Linked DNA regions of Mus musculus: region 1 is linked to region 2. The links are chromatin contacts, called in public promoter capture Hi-C maps. All regions are on one chromosome and are shown on one strand. Each heading gives the region's core, a stretch centred on a gene start, on an enhancer-like site or on the middle of the called end of the contact. The rest is flanking DNA. Distances are from core to core; before and after follow the strand shown.

Region 1 (4,877 bases), core at 78-2,577, 780 kb before region 2:
CTCTTGTCTCTAGCTGCATATGTATCAAAAGATGGCCTAGTCAGCCATCACTGGAAAGAGAGGCCCTTTGGACTTGCAAACTTTATATGCCCCAGTACAGGGGAACGCCAGGGCCAAAAAGGGGGAGTGGGTGGGTAGGGGATTGGGGGGGTGGGTATGGGGGACTTTTGGGATAGCATTGGAAATGTAAATGAGGAAAATACCTAATGAAAAAAGAAAAAGAAAAGAAAACAATATAGCCACTCTTACAACACCTTTGGACTTCCCATATGCATAGCTTTAATTTTAAATGAATGACTCTGACCCAGAAGTAACTAAGCTACCATGCGCACGTGCCTCTGTCTGTGTGTGTGTGTGTGTGTGTGTGTGTAAGCACGCGCGTGCACGTGCGTTGGGGTAATTATTTGTTGAATGCAGCCAACAAGTTTTAAATTTTAAAAAAACAAAAAGAAAAATACAAATATCCTATTAATATTGGAAACAACAAGTGACTAGAGGAAGAGGTTTTAAGTACTATTTTGGGTCAGCTGGGGTTAGTTAGTAAAGTAATTCTTCCCTTGTAAAATCTGTTAAATATTCTGAGAAAAAAAATTCTCATTCCTTTTCCATACCATGTTTCATGTTCTATACAGTAAGTACAGAGCAAAGCCCTTTGTTACAGACAATGGGAACAGACAGACACTACACAGACACACACACCCCAGGCAGACAATAGCCTATAGACCACAGGTGACATACAGAAGAAAAGCATAGGCAAAAAGGTGAATAATTCAAATTTGGCCTGACTCTTGCTCAAAACTGCTCCAAGAGGAAGACTTTTTTATTTCTTAGTTCAGTATCAATGAAGAAAATGTCAGGGATTTTAGTGGAACCTACCCATAGCACCCTATATACTTTAAATAGTCCATGCATTAGCTATAACACTGTGTGTGTGTGTGTGTGTGTGTGTGTGTGTGTGTGTGTGTGTATGTAGTGTCTGTCTGTTCCTATTGCGCGTGGTATTATATGTATATGTGGTATTACACACACACATATATATATATATATATATATACACATATATATATATATGCACACATATATATGTGTGTGTATATGTATGTGTGTGTGTGTGTGTGTGTATGGTATATATGGTATAAGAGAGATATACCATACAAATATTCTATAGATTGTATTGGTTGGGGACTAATGAAGAGAAAAGAGTATGTACATGTTTAGTACAGGCCTGATTTCTATTTCACAAGTGTTTTTGATCTGTGGTTGGTTGGGTCCACAGGTACAGACCCACGAAATGGAAATAGCCCAGCTGGTGTTTGTTTACTTACTGTATTTGGAAATGATTCACCAGTGGCCAGTTAGGGGTGTTTCCAGGACAGGGCAGGATGAACAATAGACTAGAAGACAACCAAAGTTTCTTCTAGGCCTTGGATGCCATTTTTATAAACACAGCAGTTGCAGTAGCCTGGCCCCACCACTCACAATGCTTCCCTGGGGCCAGTCCTACCTGAGCCTCAGATCACACCAGGCAGCCTTGGGCTAGAAAAGCTGCCTCACCTGATCCTTTCTCTGTTCTCCTCACTGCTCTGTGCTTCCCTCAGGCCTTTGCCCCACAGTGACTTCACATTAATAGAGAACTTAATACATCAAGGTCTGCCTCCTAGTCTTCCCTGAGATCCAGTGTGACTAGGCAACATCTCTTCCCTAGGACCTCACCCATAGTCAGAGCTTAGTTACTACATGAACGTCTACTTTGGGTCCATTGCTTTTCACGACTGGAAGTTTTCTGAAGACCTGGTGTTTCCATGTCCATTTCACATTTCATTGAGCTAGTCCTGGCTTTCTGCAGTTCACCTAAGTGGCCAGTGATCAGTCCTTTGAGAAATCCTCCTTCCAGAAAAATTGACACTCCAAGACCTTTCAAGACTTCTCTTGAACTTGTTCATTCTGCTGTAATGCCAATGTCTCTGGCTACCACTGCTACAGAAATAATATATCTATCCAGTGAGATATCACTCTACACACCTAGAAATTAAAACAGAAATATTTCTACTAAAAAAAAGCATATAGCCAGCTGTGGCTTGTGCCTGAAGAAGATTCAGGCTCAAACAGCAGACTTTTACTAATTTATATGCACGTGCACTGCCATCCTTAAATCTCTTTTAAGCCCGTGCCCCAGATTATACTTTGCACAATTTAAGCAAAGGTAAAGATACTCTAAGTCTAGTGACTTGGGCGGTCATTTACAAAGCAAAGACAGCTGTAATTAGAATACTTAAGTTCACCAGCATTGGTTTTGTTGTTGTTGTTGTTTTGGTTTTTTTTTTTTTTCTCCCACAGCTGTTACCTAGAGTCATCTTGCTCACCTGGCAGAATTATGTTTTTAGTAAGAGCACAGGATGACAGATGCCATTCAGGAGGCACTGTAGTGGGCAAATGAGCTTCTTGGGTGACAGCCCACTGTATTGGGCAATTTTCCTGCAGATCAATAGGAAGATGAACTTTTATAAACTAATATTGTTAAGATGAGTAATTATTTTTTCAGAATTTCTGGTTTGATTTAAATAGTTTTAGGAAGCTAGGGTAATTGGTAAAATATTTAAGAAGGTGGCTTAAGTTATAACAAAGTTAGAATTGAGAATAGAATGTGCCCCCTCCCTTATAGTGAGGGCTGCATATGTTACAAAAGGAGGACAGTGGGCCTTCATGAATTACAAGCACATATTGTACTTGAAAGAAAAAAAAATAGGCTTGGGACAAGTTAATGATCAAAGAAAACATTTATTCTAGGTTGGGTCTGAGTTCCTAGATCTTGTGACCTATGTATATGGCCATAGGTTTTAGTGTGCATTCTGATAAGACAGGGCTATGAATAAAGAGTAAATAATTCTTTTATAAGAGTAGAGAGTGAATGATTAGCCAATTTAGCTGACCAAGCCTTCAAAAATAAGAGGTAATAAGATAGATGCTGGTCTGTTTCTTGGTAAATAGAAATTGTCAGCTAAGCATAGGAAAAGCCCTTGCTTCTGTAGACTGGTTTGCTTAAACGTTGTTAATCAATGACAAAGGAGTTATCACTTTGGGGTTATGATGAACTTGTGGAGAGAAAGATAGATGGGAAATGTTTGATTAGTATGAGTTTCAAAAGATGAATACATAGTCAATAATCCTGCTGTAATTTTATTTTGTGTAATGGTTTTAATCTGCTTTTGAAGAATTTTTGTGGTAATTATTTTTAGAAAATATGTTAGTTGTGGCTATGGGGTCTTATAGAACATCTTAATCCTGACCTGGGGTTTCTACCCCTCTTTGACTATTTAGTTCCCAGATAAAAGCCATTTTATTTAAAATAAGCCTTAAACAGCAGAAGAGCTGGGCAGATACCTACCTACTATGCTATTAGAATCCACTTTTCCATTGATAACCCCAAGTTATTACTTCCTATGTTTCATCCAGGCTGCTCTTAACTCCAATTCGACAGCCTTCAGGGCCATATTCTCTTGAACTCACCTAACCCATGGTGGCTTCTCTCTCTTCCATTCATCTTCTTCCTTGTGGTTCTCCTCTGATCTCAAGCCCAGAAAACCTAAATCCCACCTATGTCTCTTCTGGCCAGCTATTGGCTCTTGGCATCTTTACTTACCAATTGGAAATAACTTGGGGTCAGGATCACAGATCTACGTGCAGCCTGGCTTGTACACCACTTACTCCTAGTCACATGGGAGGTAACACTACTTTAGCTAAATTCTACTTTGTGTACCTTGGTATTTCCTACGCAAAATTATTGGTAAATACTTTTTTATTTATTTTTTAATTAGATATTTTCTTCATTTACATTTCAAATGCTATCCCAAAAGTCCCCCAGACCCTCCCTCCCTCCCTCCCAGTAAATTCTTTCTTTTTTTTTTTTTTTTTTTAAAGTTTTTTTCGAGATAGGGTTTCTCTGTGTAGCCCTGGCTGACCTGGCACTCACTTTGTAGACCAGGCTGGCCTCGAACTCAGAAATCCGCCTGCCTCTGCCTCCCAAGTGCTGGGATTAAAGGCGTGCGCCACCATGCCCAACTAAATTCTTTATATCATAAATTTTACTAGTTCAAGTTTCTGGAGAAACATCACCACTTCCATTCTGGAGAGAATTACAACTATAACAAATGCATATTCTCACTAGCTTTTATCACCATTCGTCTGAGGACAGCCAGTCAATCTTTTCAGTTTTCAAAGTTCTTCAAATGATGTCTCAAGGGACTATATGTATCTCTTTGGCCCCTTGAGAATACAGCAGGAGGCATTTCATCTCCCAAAGATCACTAATATGCTGAGGAAGGAGCCTACAGAGTTAGTATGTGACCCATTCTGACTTTCAATGGCACTTTTTCACTTCCTAAAATGAACTCTACTTTTGTTTTCTGTAATGAAACGTTTGGTCAGACAAATGTTTTTTCAGACGTTTGGTCTGAAAAATCCATTGTTATGGCTGTGACATTTGTCCCAAGAGCAACTAGCCCATCCCAGTGAAGTGAGGCAATAGAGGCTGTTTCCCAGGTGTCTAATGTTGGAATACAATGGCTGGGTGTCTCATGGGCATAGGTTGACCATGGTCCCTGTACTGGCTAGTTTTGTGTCAACTTGTCACAGCTGGAGTTATCACAGAGAAAGGAGCTTCAGCTGAGGAAATGCCTCCATGAGATCCAACTGTAAGTCATTTTCTCAATTAGTGATCAAGGGGGAAAGGCCCCTTGTGGGTGGGACCATCTCTGGGCTGGTAGTCTTGGTTCTGTAAGAAAGCAGGCTGAGCAAGCTGGGGGAAGCAAGCCAGTAAAGAACATCCCTCCATGGCTTCTGCATCAGCTCCTGCTTCCTGACCTGCTTGAGTTCCAGTC
Region 2 (4,606 bases), core at 901-3,400:
CCTCATTCCTAACCATGGTGGTTAGCAATATGTGGAAGTGTGGGTGACAGTAAGTTCTGAGTCTAGAACATGCCTCCAGGCTCACAGTGTTGAGAGCTGATAACTTTTACAAACTGACAGATACAGGAAGACATTCCACGGGTGCTCCTGTCATCTACCTAAGAGGAGCGCCTTCTGAAACAGTTCAGCTGCCACAGATCCCCTTTCAGAGAAGTTCTCTACCAGGGACAAAGCATGACTCTGGTCCTCAGAGCTATGTCACAAAGAGAAAGTGCACAAGCAAACCTTACTAAAACCTTTCATTATTATTTCTTTGTATTTCATTGAGATTCTACACTTCTCTCTTTGTTAAAATAATATTCAAAGCCCCAATGGTAACTTTTAAGGCACTTTGTAAGCTTCTTCGGTGTGTTCTTCAGCTTTCCAGCACTATAACAGAATACCTGAGAGGATCAACTATAAAGACAATAAATTTACTGTGGCCTGCAGATTTGGAAGTGTCAGTATATAATCTGTTGTCTCTGTCTTTGGGCTCCAAGCAAGATAGCACAGTACGGGAGAGTGTGTGATTGAATGAAATGGCTCATTTCTGGATCAGGGAGCAAAAGAGGGAAGAGAAAAGACACACCGTCAGTCTTCTTTAAAGGCAGCTTCCGGCCGACCTATGGAGCGCGCTTTCACCAAACCCTGCTTCTTTTCTCCCACCTCCAGGGTAACATCCTGAGCTCCCAACACCAACCATCAACATCTGGGCCTACGGGGACATTCAGTAGCCAGACTCTAGCAGTCAGATTAGGTACCTGAGTCAGCTGTGTCTTTTCTCATGTTTCTCTTCCATGAGTGTAATTCATGGACTTCCAAATATTGTACCTGAGAAAGCAGAGAAGGCCTCCCACTGGAACACCAGTATGAAGGTGTTACTTCTAGGATAGTGGTTTGAGGCAGCTGAAAAAGTCCCAGCTATCCCCCAACATTTGCTAGTGAGGATTCTTTTTCTTAAAAAGACATGTTTTTAATATTTTAACTGTCTACATGGGAGTGGGTCTGTGCACATTGAGTGCAAACGTTCAAAGTCCAGCGGCATCAAAGCCCCTCCTGGAGCTAGAATTGGAAGTGGTCATGAGGCACCTGGTGTGTGTGTGTGTGTGTGTAGAATCCCAGTCCTTTGCAAGAGCAGTCTGTCCCCTTAACTGCTGGGCCATGTCTCCAGTATTCTTAAGCTGGCTCCAGGAACCTCCTGGGACATGTGGCTTCCTAGGCTATCCTGGGTATAGAACCCCCAAGACAGTCTACTGAGGGTCAGAGAAGTCTTGTCCTAAAAAAGTCCCACTCTGTGAAATTCTGTATATAGTAAGGGAACAGAGTGGGAATCAAGATCTAGCATCCACACATGCATGCACTCACAGGGTGAGTAAGAGTTGAGGTCCTGGGGCTAAATTCAGAATATTGGTTTATGTTTTGTATTTGGTTGCCTGCATTTCAACTTTGCTTTTACCTCATTTCTTGGCTGCAGGATTTCTTTGATGGAGTCAAATCAGTGTGTGTGTGTGGGGGGGGGGGGTAGGGAGACTGTCTTAGTTAAAGTTTCTATTGCTGCATCAAAACACCATGACCAAAACAACTTGGGGAGGAAAGGGTTTATTTATCTTATGCTTCTGTATCACCACTGTTCATCATTGAAGAAAGTCAAGACAGGAAATCCAACAGAACTGGAACCTGGAGGCAGGAGCTGATGCAGTGGCCATAGAGGAGTATTGCTTACTGGCTTGCGCCACATGGCTTGCTCAGCCTGCTTTCTTATAGAATCTAGGACCAGCAGCCCAGGGATGGCGCCACCCACAAGGGGCTGAGCCCTCTTCCATCAGTCACTAATTAAGAAAATGCTCTACTGGCTTGCCTCCAGCCTGGTTTTATGGAGATATTTTCTTAACTGAGGTTCCCTCCTCTCAGATGACATTAGCGTGTGTCAAGTTGACATAAAACTATCCAGCACAGACACCAAACCACATTGGGTTTGGCTTGAAATTACAAGCTCCATCTTGGGATAAAGGGATAAAATGGTAACTGAAAATAAGTTTTCACTCAGCTGTACCTGAAACTTAAGCTCCGCCTCGTTGGTCTTGGGATAAACCACTGGTTTCAGACTCACTAACTTGGATAATCTTTTGAACTCTATTGAGCAGAGTTCATCCTCTGTCCACAGATCAAAGCATATATAACCACTTAGGAGCTCAGATTCGTTTATGCAGAGGGAGAAATATACGGAGATTTAAGTTATCATCAAAAAAAAAAAAAACCTGTTAACCTTATTTGAAATAATTTACACAATCTGTTTTTCCCAAAGCACATGACTTGAGTTATATTTTAACCAAGTGTGAAGATAGGCCAGGCCCCGGCTTGTTTTCCGCTTTGCCTGCCTTTTCTCCCCGCCCCCAGCGCTCCACTGGGGATTTTGCTCACAGTGGGTGTTCCTCTATTCTCTCTCCTGTTCGCTTGGTCAGAGACGCCTAATGAGGCTCTGAAGCAGAGGCTGAACATTGGCCCCCAGATGTCTGCTGTAGCTTTTCTATGGTGACATTTACATCTGAATGTCACCTGATACCCTGGGAACAGCAGTTGTGACTCAAACCTCAGTAGAATAGTGTGATTTTTTTTTTCCCACCCTGTGTTTTCATGGTTTGGACCCCAAGATGGGAGAGAAGCTATCTAATTCCGTAGGGGGTTTCCAGGGAGGTCTGACAGATATCTAAGTACAGTTGAACTTCAAACGAGTCTTTATAACTTCACCTTGTCGTGAAGGGTCCTTGGGGCTCCGTGCAAGTTTTGCTTTGATCTACCAGTTGTGTTTGGTCGTTTCCCATTTGCTACCATTTGAGTCCGTTCACATTTTTCCTCCCAGTATAGGGAATGCTTTCTAAGTTCTTTCCGCTTGAGAGGGGTTCTCAGGTGAGTCTCAGCAGCCTCTGAAAACTCCGGGTAGAGACCCCCTCTTTCTGTGAAGTGCCTTTACATTCTTAATGATTTCCTTCAGGACCCTGTGACCCCCAGATTTGCAGAAGTTTGCTTCAGTGGTGGAGTGACTAGGACTGTTTGACAGGCATGTGTGACGATTGGACCACTATGTGCATGTGGAATCCGAGGCAGGCTTGAGCCCAGTCCATTTAATACCACCCTAAGGAAAGAATTCGGTGTGGAAATGAGGCTCTTTTACACGGAGTAGCGTCACCCTTTGTTACTTCTGTTTCCTAACAAATGCATGAAGTATTCCTGCCCTCCCATTGCTCTCAGCCCATGGATTCTGTGGTCTTAGGCTCCAGCACATGACAGGCTGGCCTTTCACAGGCAGCCGTGGCATCTGCTTTCTACAAGGCTTGTGTTGTGTCGCGTTAGACATTTACTACAGCAATTGTCTGGTGCTTTCTCGTGTGGGATTTTGAAAATCAGTTTTTGCCTTTCCACAAAGGAACATTTAGGGAAAGGGCTGTGGTTAAAGATGAGGTCACTTTGCAAGCTGCTGCCATTTTCATGCAAAAAGCCCCCAACTTTTGCAAATTATAAGCATTTACAGAAGTTCATTTGTGTTGATTTCTTGGAAGTAAAGGGGCATTTTGTCTTAGATGCTGTCACTGCTTTAAGGGGGTTGGGAGGGGGGTTCCAAGGCCAGTGGGGGAGGGGCGGGGGAGTCCAAAGCCAGTCATAGGTGTCTGACGATGCTCCTGAGGTACTACTCTCAAGCGCTGCTCTAGGCACTGAGTGAAGTGCAGGCTTTTGCCTGAGCCACTCTTAGAAATGATTTCCCCAGGCTGTGTCTGCTTAAATGCCTTGCCCAAGGTCACATGGCTAGAACATAGAAAATGGCAATTCCAGCCACCCTCAATTCCAGTGACCCTGTCTCCTGCCCCACACCCCAAGCTACCCTTCTCAGTCATAGTGGCTTTGTAGAAGAGGCTCTGGGGCCTTGGAACTTCCCCACAGGGAGGGAAGAAGGTGAGAAAATGGGCACTAGAGGATTCAGTCACTTTTATTTATTTTAAAAGTGTGTGTGAGAGAGAGAGAGAGAGAGAGAGAGAGAGAGAGAACACACATGTGTCTACACATGTGTCTACACATGAACATATGTGTAAGTTTAGATGTGGTTGCCTATGTTTGCACATGAAGAAGCCAGACTTGGATATGTGGTCTGTTCGTTTATTACCCTCCACCTTAATTTTTTGAGACAGTCTCTCTCCAGACCTGAAGCTTATTATTTAAGACTCACACAAAAACAGGGCAGAGTCTGAAGTTACTTGCCTGCTTTCCCCATCCACCAAAATCCTGTGTTTAGGCCCATTTGTTACCATGTAGATGCAGAGAGCAGGGAAACACTGCTTGTATTTTCTCTGAATTACAAGACCCTTTCCATAGACAGAGGCTGATGACAAAGGAGACACCAATCTTTGGGAAGTTGTTGGCTCCTCCCACTTTTTGCCCTTCCTTTATCTTTGCGATAGGTGCCAGTACCCCCACTTCTTCCTTTAGTACCTTTCCATGTCTCTCAGGGTCTAGCCTAGGCAGCACTTCACCCATGGACCCCCTTATAGTCCCTTTCTTGCTCCCTATTCTGTGT

What was found. Capture Hi-C pulls out chosen DNA fragments and counts their contacts.
Region 1: a promoter capture Hi-C map of liver shows a contact between it and region 2, with 2.9 times the contacts expected there. The contact joins two enhancer-like sites. A contact is called at or near these places in 1 of 39 promoter capture datasets (the C10 cell line) and 1 of 9 other capture datasets (liver).

The regions. Positions count from the first base shown.
Region 1 is chr13:35,020,016-35,024,892 of GRCm38.p6, reverse strand. It overlaps a transcript of Eci2 not described here. Among named protein-coding and RNA genes, the nearest start is that of Eci2, 28 kb to the right of the region's middle. Within about 2 kb of position 1,327, at least 4 of the 459 cell types and tissues checked have an H3K27ac peak or open chromatin away from gene starts, as enhancers often do. A contact at or near this core is called in liver, where this site is marked.
Region 2 is chr13:34,237,480-34,242,085 of GRCm38.p6, reverse strand. The region is part of intron 3 of Slc22a23 (solute carrier family 22, member 23); the gene reads left to right. Among named protein-coding and RNA genes, the nearest start is that of Gm52037, 42 kb to the right of the region's middle. Within about 2 kb of position 2,150, at least 74 of the 459 cell types and tissues checked have an H3K27ac peak or open chromatin away from gene starts, as enhancers often do. A contact at or near this core is called in liver, where this site is marked.